3 separate regions of the Sus scrofa genome follow, and all the other regions are linked to region 2. A link is a contact called in public Hi-C and HiChIP or PLAC-seq data. All regions are on one chromosome and are shown on one strand. Each heading gives the region's core, a stretch centred on a gene start, on an enhancer-like site or on the middle of the called end of the contact. The rest is flanking DNA. Distances are from core to core; before and after follow the strand shown.

Region 1 (2,921 bases), core at 13-2,512, 120 kb before region 2:
GAAAAGGGACGATGAATTAGAGGCACCAGCAAGGAAGGTCACTTGCAAGTTACCAAGACAAGATCCTGAAGAGTGGCATCTGACCCAGAGAGTTGGAGTACTGCTAACCAGACTCTCTCAGCACCCTGTGTAAGTCAGGATACTCATTATAAAAAAGACGAGGCCAAGCACATAAGCAGAACACGAGGGCCCCCTATCCTGGGTCCTTCGCCCCCTCCATCAAATGTCAGGAAAGCTTAATTGGTCATTAGGAGGCTGACTAAAACTTTCAGCAGAAGGAAAATAGCCTTGTGGACTATTTAATATGGGTTACAGTGAGAACTAGTTACACCCCCTTGCTCCCTAGCAGGAATGGAGACCCTACTGACCAGATACTCCGGCCCCTAAATTCAGTGTCTCTCTATTGTATATTGTCATCAACAGTGAAAATACCTGCTTCTCTTTTTACCCATTTTTCTAAGCTCACAAGACTTAGTTTTTCCCTTCTGTGACTCATTAATTTTATCCTTTTATTCAAGAAATATTTGTTGAACATGATTTACCATGTGCCAAGTTCTAGGAATGTAAAAGTGAACAATACCCTGGATACTTCCACACCACTGGCTTTACCACAAACAAGTTTCGATAAAAATCTAAAAACCCTTCTTTCTTTTTAAGGTGACTTTGGTATATTTAATCTGATCCATTTAGGCCTTAATACCAGAATTCTGTGTAGCACTATTACCTGACTTTCCTGAATAGCTTATTGCTTCAGCAGTATCTTAACTTCCCAGAAGGCCTAGAATAACTGAGTATTTCTCACATATCCCTTATAGTGTGTAGGGTATGCCGTGCACACAGCAGGAATGAAATATTTGCCTCTTTAAAGAGATACCATGTTTCCTACTAGCCATAAGGGAAGAAGGGAGGCAGTTTTACTTAGTTTTACTTCAGAAATTCCCCAACCAATGGACCACATAGTAAACCCAGCCAGCAGACATGTTTTATTTGGTCTACTCACTGCTGTTTTTTTTTTTAATTGAGCCAACGTTTGAAAAATTGAGATCTTTCATACACACACACACACACACACACACACACACACACACACCCTAGAATTCCAAGCGCCTTTGGATATTCAGCTTCCTTTGAAAAATTGGAAGACCTGCAACTCTTGGCTTCATACCCACTGAGCAAAAGCGCTGGCCTGAAAGTACATAGAACATTCAGATCAGCCGTCCCACTAGGCCGCAGTCCCTGTCACTCTGTGTTTCATCACACTTGGCCTGTCTCACTTGCATAACAGCCGAATCCTGAGGCCTTTGAATCCGTGACCTCTGTTTTACATGAAGCTGGAATATTGGGAAAGGGGAGAGGAAATAGCCCCCTCTACCCACTGAAAGAGAACAACTCTGTGCCAAGCCCGAGTTTCCTGGCGCTCCGGAGATGAGAAGAGACTGGCCGCCAGGCCTGTACCTTGGCTCTCGGCCTTCTTTCCCATTGGTCTTCTCTGGAATGTGGGTGCTTCCTGCTGGGGCGCCTACTGGGGCTCCAAATGGCCGTCTCATTGAATCCAAGCTCTCTGCCTCTGAAGCCCTTCTCCAGCACAGGCTGGACCCAACCTCAGCAGTGTTTTGGCTCCATGCTAACTGACACGACTACCCTCTAATCCTGCCAAGGCAATCTGCTAGCCTTGCTGTCCCCTCCCCTATGCGTGTCTTTCACATTCACTCTTCAGGCATTAGGGAGTGGAAGAGTGATTGGAAGAAAGGGAAAAAAAAAGGGGAGGAAAAAAGAGGAAGGAAGAGAGAAAGAGAGGAAACATTTGGAGAGGGAGTTTTATATATTCCATTCTATTTCGTCTCAAATCCTGTCCACAAAGATTTTAGTGGTGTGTGGGTGCACTTGTGTTCGTATATGGTGTGTACATGCTGTGTATGTGTGTGTGCAAATAGCTCTGCAACTATTATTCACGCTAGAAAACAAAAAGTAATACGAATATTGAACTTGTAACACAAATGACAGCCATTGTGCAAGAGCAAGCTGCTTTCCTGTCAAGACACCAAGTGTGTGAGAGCCTACATGGGTGCATATAGGAATATTCACGCACATGTGCTCATACATGCATAGGCATTTCTCTTTTTTTATATTAAAAATTAACTGCTTGCTTGTGTAGAAAACTTGGAGATAAAATTGGAAAAAAGAAAGGACTAAAACTTGAACATAATCTTATCACTCAAAGTTAGTTTTTAATCTATTTTCTCTTTCTATGCATAATACATATTTTATATAGCTGAGTTTATATTGCATATAAAGTTTACTAGCTTGTTTTTCCCCCTCTTAAAATTATGTCATAGACATATACCAATGATATAAAATACTCTTTATAACTATCATTTTAATAGTTCCATTACATCCATAGTATGGATTTTCATAAGTTACCTAACCAAGCTCTAATTTTTGAGCATCTGAACTGTTAGGAATTTTTCACCTTTTATAAGTAACATGATAATAAACATCTTCACTCATGGATCTTTGCATTAATTATTATTTGTTTAGGCTGTTTCAAAAAAAGGGAATAACTAGATAAAGAGTAAAAGGGCCTTTAAAATTCTTTTTTTTTTTTTTTTTTGGTCTTTTTAGGGCTGCACCTGTGGCATATGGAGGTTTCCAGGCTAGGGGGCCAATCAGAGCTGTAGATGAGGGCCTAAATCAGAGCCACAGCAATGTGGGATCCAAGCCCCGTCTTCGACCTACACCACAGCTCATGGCAATGCCGGATCCTTAACCCACTGAGTGAAGCCAGGGATCAAACCCACATCCTCCTGGATGCTAATTGGGTTCGTTAACCACTAAGCCAGGACAGGGACTCTGCGCCTTTAAAATTATTGAGTTAGCTATTGTTAAATTGCTTTCCTAAAGGTGGTACTACTTTATCTTCT
Region 2 (3,089 bases), core at 331-2,830:
CTCCAAACTGGCTTTGAGACCAATGGTCTGAATTGAAATATTTTATTATAAATTTATAATGAGTTTTGATATAAGGCTTTCTGATCGTACAACAGGTTTCTGAAAGCAGTATTATGTGAGCTATAATCATAGTAATGGACAACAAACTGTTAAGTACGATAACAGGAAACACTGCCTTACCTAATATCAACCCTTTAGATAATAGAGATTGATTATTAACAGCTCCGACATCCCAGGAGGTTTCAGAGAGTGGGAAAAGTGGTAAGCCTGGACTTAAGGGCATTTAGGAAATAACTTGAAGTCACAGCCTTTTTGAATGGCACAATGAGGCTAATATGCCGTTTAAAATCTAATTAATTCAGCATTCTAGAATCAAATGTAACGATACCTTGTTACTGTTAACTCTAATTCAAGAGGCTCTATAGATGTAAAGTATGACAGGCACTATAGAGCCACGAAAATTCGTATTCCTTCCTCAATTTTACAGACGAAGCACACGTTTTAAAAAGGCAAAAAGCGAAACGGATTCTAAAAGCTTGGGGGTGGGGGGCAAAAAGCCTTTGGAGTCGAAAGACACGAATCCCACCCTGCCGCAAATATAATTTTGACTAGGGGTTACTGTCTTCATACTTCAAGCGAAATCTAGATTACTTTTAAAAATGCTCCCCTAAATACAGTAAGAAAACTTGAACGTGCAATTTGGACTGTATTAAAGGGTTGAGGGGGCTTGGGGGTAGTGAGAAAAGAGTTTCCATCGAAGAAGCTTATTTCTAGGGTAAAAAAAAAAAAAAAAAAAAAAAAAAAAGGCAGCCAAAAGATTATTCTGATTAAATGCTAGGTTGGAAAGGAAACTTAATTTGTCCTTTACGTCCCCGTAACTCCTGTATTCCTGTGGGAGGGCAAACCGGAGAAACCCCTTCTCAAAGACTTCGCCAAAATGCGCACTTTCATCGCAAAAGGCTCGGGCCCTCCCACTCTTCCTCCTTCAACCTCAAATGCGTTTAAAGCACTGAGAAGGAAGAGGGGTGAGAAAGAGGGGGGACCCTAACAGCTGCCAACGGTTGGCTCCGATTGCGCCCTTTCTCTCTACAGTTAATTTCTGCGCGAGGTGCTCCGTTTGAAGTCTTTCTCCATGTGTGCATCCAGAGGTGGAGAACGGGGGAAGATGAGCCCTGCTACCACCCAGGGGGAAGAGAAGAGGAGGGAAAGGAAGAAAGGAAGGGGGGCGCCGATTACCCGCGGGGCCCTCCCACGTCCACACCCGGGGCGGGCAGGGCCCGCGCATCCCGCTCCCTTGCCACCTTCTCCAGGGCGCCGCCAGGCCAGACAGGGTGCAGCCCACACACCCGCCCGGGCGCCGCGGGGCTGCCGCGGGGGCGGTTAGACACTAGCCGCAGAACCAAGAGCGAGTGACCACTCACCGCAGTACGCCGAGCCCAGCAGCACCACCACCACCAAGGGCCACATCTCCGCGTCCGCCGCGGGGCTGCCGCCGCCGCCTCAGGTGTCTGGAGCAGGCACCGCCGCCGTCACAGAGAGGACCCGCCGCCTCCTCCCGTCAAAGGCAGGACCCGGTGCCCGGGCTGCCTGGGCGCGCGCACGCGCGCTCCCGCCACTCCACGCCCGCTCCCCGGCTCGCGCGCGGCGCACGCGCACTCAGCTTCGCCCCCGCCCGGCTGCCGCGGCTGTTGACGCGGCGCCCTTCCGACTATCCGCTTCAAGTCCTGGCTCCCGCCTGCTCCTCGCCAGTGGCGCGCGCAGGACGGCCGGGTCACGCCCCGTTTTCCCCGTACCGGTCCCCTATTGGAGGCTGAGCGTATATTCTCAGGCTCACGCGGGGATCTCATTGCGCCCGCATCCCTGTCCGTTGTTCCCTTTTTTCCTCTCGTAGCGCCCGCCCCCCGCCCCCTGGCGCCCTCCTTCCCCTCGTCCTGTCCTGCTTTCACTTCCACTCTCACACTTCAGGAACCCGCCCAGGTGCTGTTTACCCAGACTTAGGAGCCTCGGCCCCCGTAGGAGCCCCTGATCTCTCTTTACCGGGCGTCCGACGTCCTCCCGCGCGCTTCGACCTCGACGCCTATACGCCTCTCGCCTCTGCCCATTTCCCCTGAGCTCCAAGGCCTGCCACAGAAAGCACACACCGCCGGGGGACGGCTCTATGCTTCCCACGCGGGCGAGGGCGCCACTCCGAGGGCAGGATGACGGTGGGTGCCTGGCCGCCGGGAACTTCCAGTTGCTGCTCCTGGGCTCCAGCTCTCTCCTCGGTTCTGCCCCCGTCTGCTTTTGTTTTCCTGGCGGATCTTTGGTTCTGTTTTTGACTATCTTTTTTACTCTCTTTTTGGCCTTGTTTGGTAGTGTTTTCAACCTTTAAACAGGATTACTCAAGCTCCACCAGTGATGGTAAACACTTTGAGATGTGGTTAATGCCGAAACCCCAGGGGAAATCAAGCATGGTCTAAAATGTTAGCAGGTGTATCCAAGACGTTCTTTCCTGCAATGTCATGGAGCCGGGTTTGTGACCTCACCATGTGCACTCCTCTGCACTGTTTGCGTTTAGCTTGCTTGAAAAAATGGGTTCAAAGTGTGGCTCCAAGTCGCAATATGGACAAGGCCTTTGAGTATCTCACCGAATCAGACACCGCATTCTGAAGCAAAAGCCCTTTAACATTTATCCGAAATGATGAAAACTTGTCAAAAAGTCATGCTCTGGTGGCTGCTCTAATGGGGTGCATATCCTCCCTGCTCCCTTGGTTGTTTTTCTCTTATCTGCTAGGGGAAAAAAAGCAATATTCTATTCCTCCAAATCCTCTATCCATGGCGTCTCCTCCATTGCATCCTATAGTGATAAAATGCAGGAAATAAAATTGCCACTCTGACCCTCTGTAAGAGTGTGTATATACTGTATGTATTATACAACTCTTCCTTGTAATTGTGTGTGTGTGTAAACATCTTCCCTACAGCATTATTCTTTAAAATCAGAGTATTTTAAGTATTCCCTTCTTTAAGACTTCCTGTTCAACTGAGCAAACAGAAGGGGTTTAATAAACGTGTTGATGTGACTTGAGGCAAGCGTTGCTCCAGTGAAATCT
Region 3 (2,967 bases), core at 380-2,879, 98 kb before region 2:
TCAGACAGGAGTTATTTCCAGCTCAGGCTAGAGAGCACTCTAGGCACTCCCCTGCCTCCGGAGTTAAAACTTCCCATTGTAGTTCTAATCTCAAGGAAAACTGCTCAAATTAGACTTTCTCCTTTCTGGCCTTATGCTCTGTGTGCACACATGCACAAATGTGTATACACACACACACACACACACACATGCACGCACACACACACAAGAGAAAGTTTTCCAACTAACTTACTGCCCTTTCTGGCTTCTTTCCAGATCTTATTTCACTAAAAAGCCCCTTCGGTACTTTCTTCTCAATTTCTGAATGGAGTCATGGGATCGCCTTGCATGGGATTGGATTTAAACTTCCGGTTTCCTTCCTCCTAGTTCTCTCCCCCTGGCGGCCCCCACCCCTATATTTACTGCATTTTCACTTCACTATCTTTCCAGGCTGATGTTAGTGATGACAACTCAATGACATTCCTCTGGCCCAGGAAGAAAGGGGGTGATTAGTCTTGATTCCCATGCAGAATTGGGGAGAAGGGTTTTCGAGCTCGGAAACCTCAGTGGGAAGGTGACCAGGGCACTCAGCTGTCTCCACCTGGAGCAGATGCCTGGATTTACTCACCCCTACCCTCAGGCGGCTGGGGGTCGATCCCGCGAGAGGTGAACTTAACAGGTTTGTCCTCCAAGTTGGCTCCAGATCTGAGGTAGAGGTTCCTCGCAGCTCAGTTCACCACTTGGTCTCATTCCTTTTATCCTGGGAGCCTGGCCTTCTGAGTTTCATCCATCATCTAAATGCCATCTGAAGAGCTTCTGTTTGTTCAGCATGTCCAGTTTTGCATAACTTCCCACACCGAGTCTTATTTGATTCTGAAAACAAACCAGTGACGCAGCTGGCTGGCTGTCTCCAAACTCATGGCATGGATTAAGAGGCTGGGGTGATAAGACTTGGCCCAAGTCACTAGCCTGGACAGGCAAGGCTGAGAGCCCAGTGCTGGAACTCCGTGACGGAGTCAGCTTGCTTTCTGCTCCTGATCTCTTATTCTTTATCTCCTCTCTTTTTTATTCTTTCTCTTTTCATCTTCTCTATGCCCCTGACTCAGTTCCTTACTATTTATCTTCTTCTCTATTCTAATTATTTCTGCCAAGCTCCTAGACCTGGATTTCCACACCAGCTTTACTGCTATAAACTGTGTGACCTTGGACGCATTTATTAACTTCTCTGCGCTTCTGTACCCTCAGGTGAACTCAGGGATAATAGTAACTTCCTTCTACGCAGGGCTATGGTGGAAGTTTAATAAGATTATGTGTGTGTGTGTGTGTGTGTGTGTGTGTGTGTAGAGAGAGAGAGAGAAGACAGGAAGGAAGGAAAGAAGCAGAAAAGAAAAGTCTCTGGCTCTTGGCAGTCAGCAGACCTTTTCTCCCTCCACTTTTTTATTACTGTGGACACATGGCTAAGACTGTACACTTTTGTCGCCCATTCACCTGTGTCATCCTTATCACAGAACTGTTGGATTTAATTTATCAGGAGACCCTGGCTGTGCCTCTGAGCCATGGCCAAATAAGAAGGGCCTGATGGATGTGGCTGGCATGATTAACGCAGCCTGTCTCTAGAGCTCTGAGAGTGGCAAGTGACGCATCGCCCCGACTCCACTTCTAATTCTGGGTTGTCATACCTAGCAGTTTGGCCAAGCAGAGTCCCCGTGTCCACAGCACAGTGTCTGGCTGCAAGCCCTGGATTTCCTGGGTCACAAAAATGGAGTGTCTGAATGGAAAAGGAAAATAACAGAGGGCAATGCTACTTAACCAGAGCAGGGTGTGAGCACACTTATCCCTCCAACTTATTTCATCCCTGACACAGTGTCAGCCAGACAAAGTGCAGTAAAGGCCCACCTTTGCAGGTATGGCCCCCCCCCTTTCTGCCGTGCCATTATCTGGTGCTTTCCCAGGGAGAAATTCATCTTCAGGACAGCACGCCTAGCAATGGAAGTGTCCGGAAGAGCGATGTGTCTCACTTTCAGACGTTCTGGTTGCTGACCTTCACCCATCTTCTGCAAATGAGAAAGCATTGTTTGCAAAGCCAGGCACTTAACCTCCTTCTATTCTGCAGCCAGCCAGCAGCCTTAGCACTAGGAAGTTAAAACAGAAAGAAACTTGGGTTGTATCATGGTTACCTGCTAAAGGTACGATTTTCTTCCCCTACCGACATGTCTTAAACATTTCTGTCCAAGGCTGGAAATGCATCTTGAGGCCAGACACTCACTGATTCCGTTTGTGGGGAGAGCAACAATGAATGTGTCTTATTTTTGCCAAACCAGTTATCTATTTCTTAAACAATGCTTCTGGAACCGTAATCTCAGGAATGGGGAAGCTGGGGTCCTGCTCTGCTTCCTATCTCAGCCTAGCACTGGAATTGGAGAAAACCCCGGATTTCCTATTCAAAATTATACACTTGGAGGATGTTTCTCTTGGCTTCAACTATAAAGATGGATGCCCAGTGCTGATCTTTGGCAAAACAGAGAAGTATGAATTTTTTTTTTCCCCTCAAACATTCCAAATATTCCTCTTAAACACTCTTCTCTTTATCTCTCTCTGCATTCCCCAAGAGTTTTTTTTCTCCCTGTACTGTATCCTCATGTGAGCTCTGGAGGATATGAGACATATTTTCTGTATATGTAAGTGGTTGAAAATATCTAGAAGAGTGCTTCACAACTTTAAAGTGTGTGCGAGGAGTTCCTGTTGTGGAGCAGCAGAAATGAACCCGATTCATATCCATGAGGATGTGCGTTTGATCCCCGGCCTTGGTCAGAGGTCCCTGGTGTTGCCTTGAGCTGTGGTGTAGGTCACAGACTCGGCTAGGATCCCAAGTTGCTGGCATAGGCTGGCAGCTACAGCTCCGATTGGATCCCTAGCCTGGGAACCTCCATATGCTGTGGGTGCAGGCCTAAAAAGCAAAAAATAAAATAAAATAAAATAAAAATAAAA

Evidence for each region. A called contact is a pair of places that touch in the nucleus more often than the background predicts. HiChIP or PLAC-seq counts read pairs in DNA pulled down with a chosen protein or histone mark.
Region 1: an H3K27ac HiChIP or PLAC-seq map of alveolar macrophages shows a contact between it and region 2. The contact joins the enhancer-like site here to the promoter of CD47 in region 2. A contact is called at or near these places in 1 of 5 promoter capture datasets (liver), 9 of 47 Hi-C or Micro-C datasets (blood, embryonic fibroblasts, fibroblasts and 4 more) and 1 of 2 datasets of contacts at active chromatin or transcription factors (alveolar macrophages).
Region 3: a contact with region 2 is called in a Hi-C map of heart right ventricle, with 4 times the contacts expected there. The contact joins the enhancer-like site here to the promoter of CD47 in region 2. A contact is called at or near these places in 2 of 5 promoter capture datasets (fetal skeletal muscle and liver), 3 of 47 Hi-C or Micro-C datasets (blood, embryonic fibroblasts and heart right ventricle) and 1 of 2 datasets of contacts at active chromatin or transcription factors (alveolar macrophages).

The regions. Positions count from the first base shown.
Region 1 is chr13:151,547,847-151,550,767 of Sscrofa11.1, reverse strand. All of the region lies in intron 2 of LOC106505815 (a long non-coding RNA gene), which reads right to left. It overlaps LOC106505816 (a long non-coding RNA gene), which reads left to right. Exons shown (of 3, transcript XR_001300590.2): 2 at 1-129. Among named protein-coding and RNA genes, the nearest start is that of CD47, 120 kb to the right of the region's middle. Within about 2 kb of position 1,262, at least 16 of the 83 cell types and tissues checked have an H3K27ac peak or open chromatin away from gene starts, as enhancers often do. A contact at or near this core is called in alveolar macrophages, liver, mesenteric adipose tissue and 2 more, where this site is marked.
Region 2 is chr13:151,427,902-151,430,990 of Sscrofa11.1, reverse strand. It overlaps CD47 (CD47 molecule), which reads right to left and starts at 1,580. Exons shown (of 9, transcript NM_213982.1): 1 at 1,422-1,580. The coding sequence starts at 1,467. LOC106505814 (a long non-coding RNA gene) reads left to right here and starts at 2,115. Exons shown (of 3, transcript XR_002337926.1): 1 at 2,115-2,204.
Region 3 is chr13:151,526,378-151,529,344 of Sscrofa11.1, reverse strand. No RefSeq gene overlaps it. Among named protein-coding and RNA genes, the nearest start is that of CD47, 98 kb to the right of the region's middle. Within about 2 kb of position 1,629, at least 3 of the 83 cell types and tissues checked have an H3K27ac peak or open chromatin away from gene starts, as enhancers often do.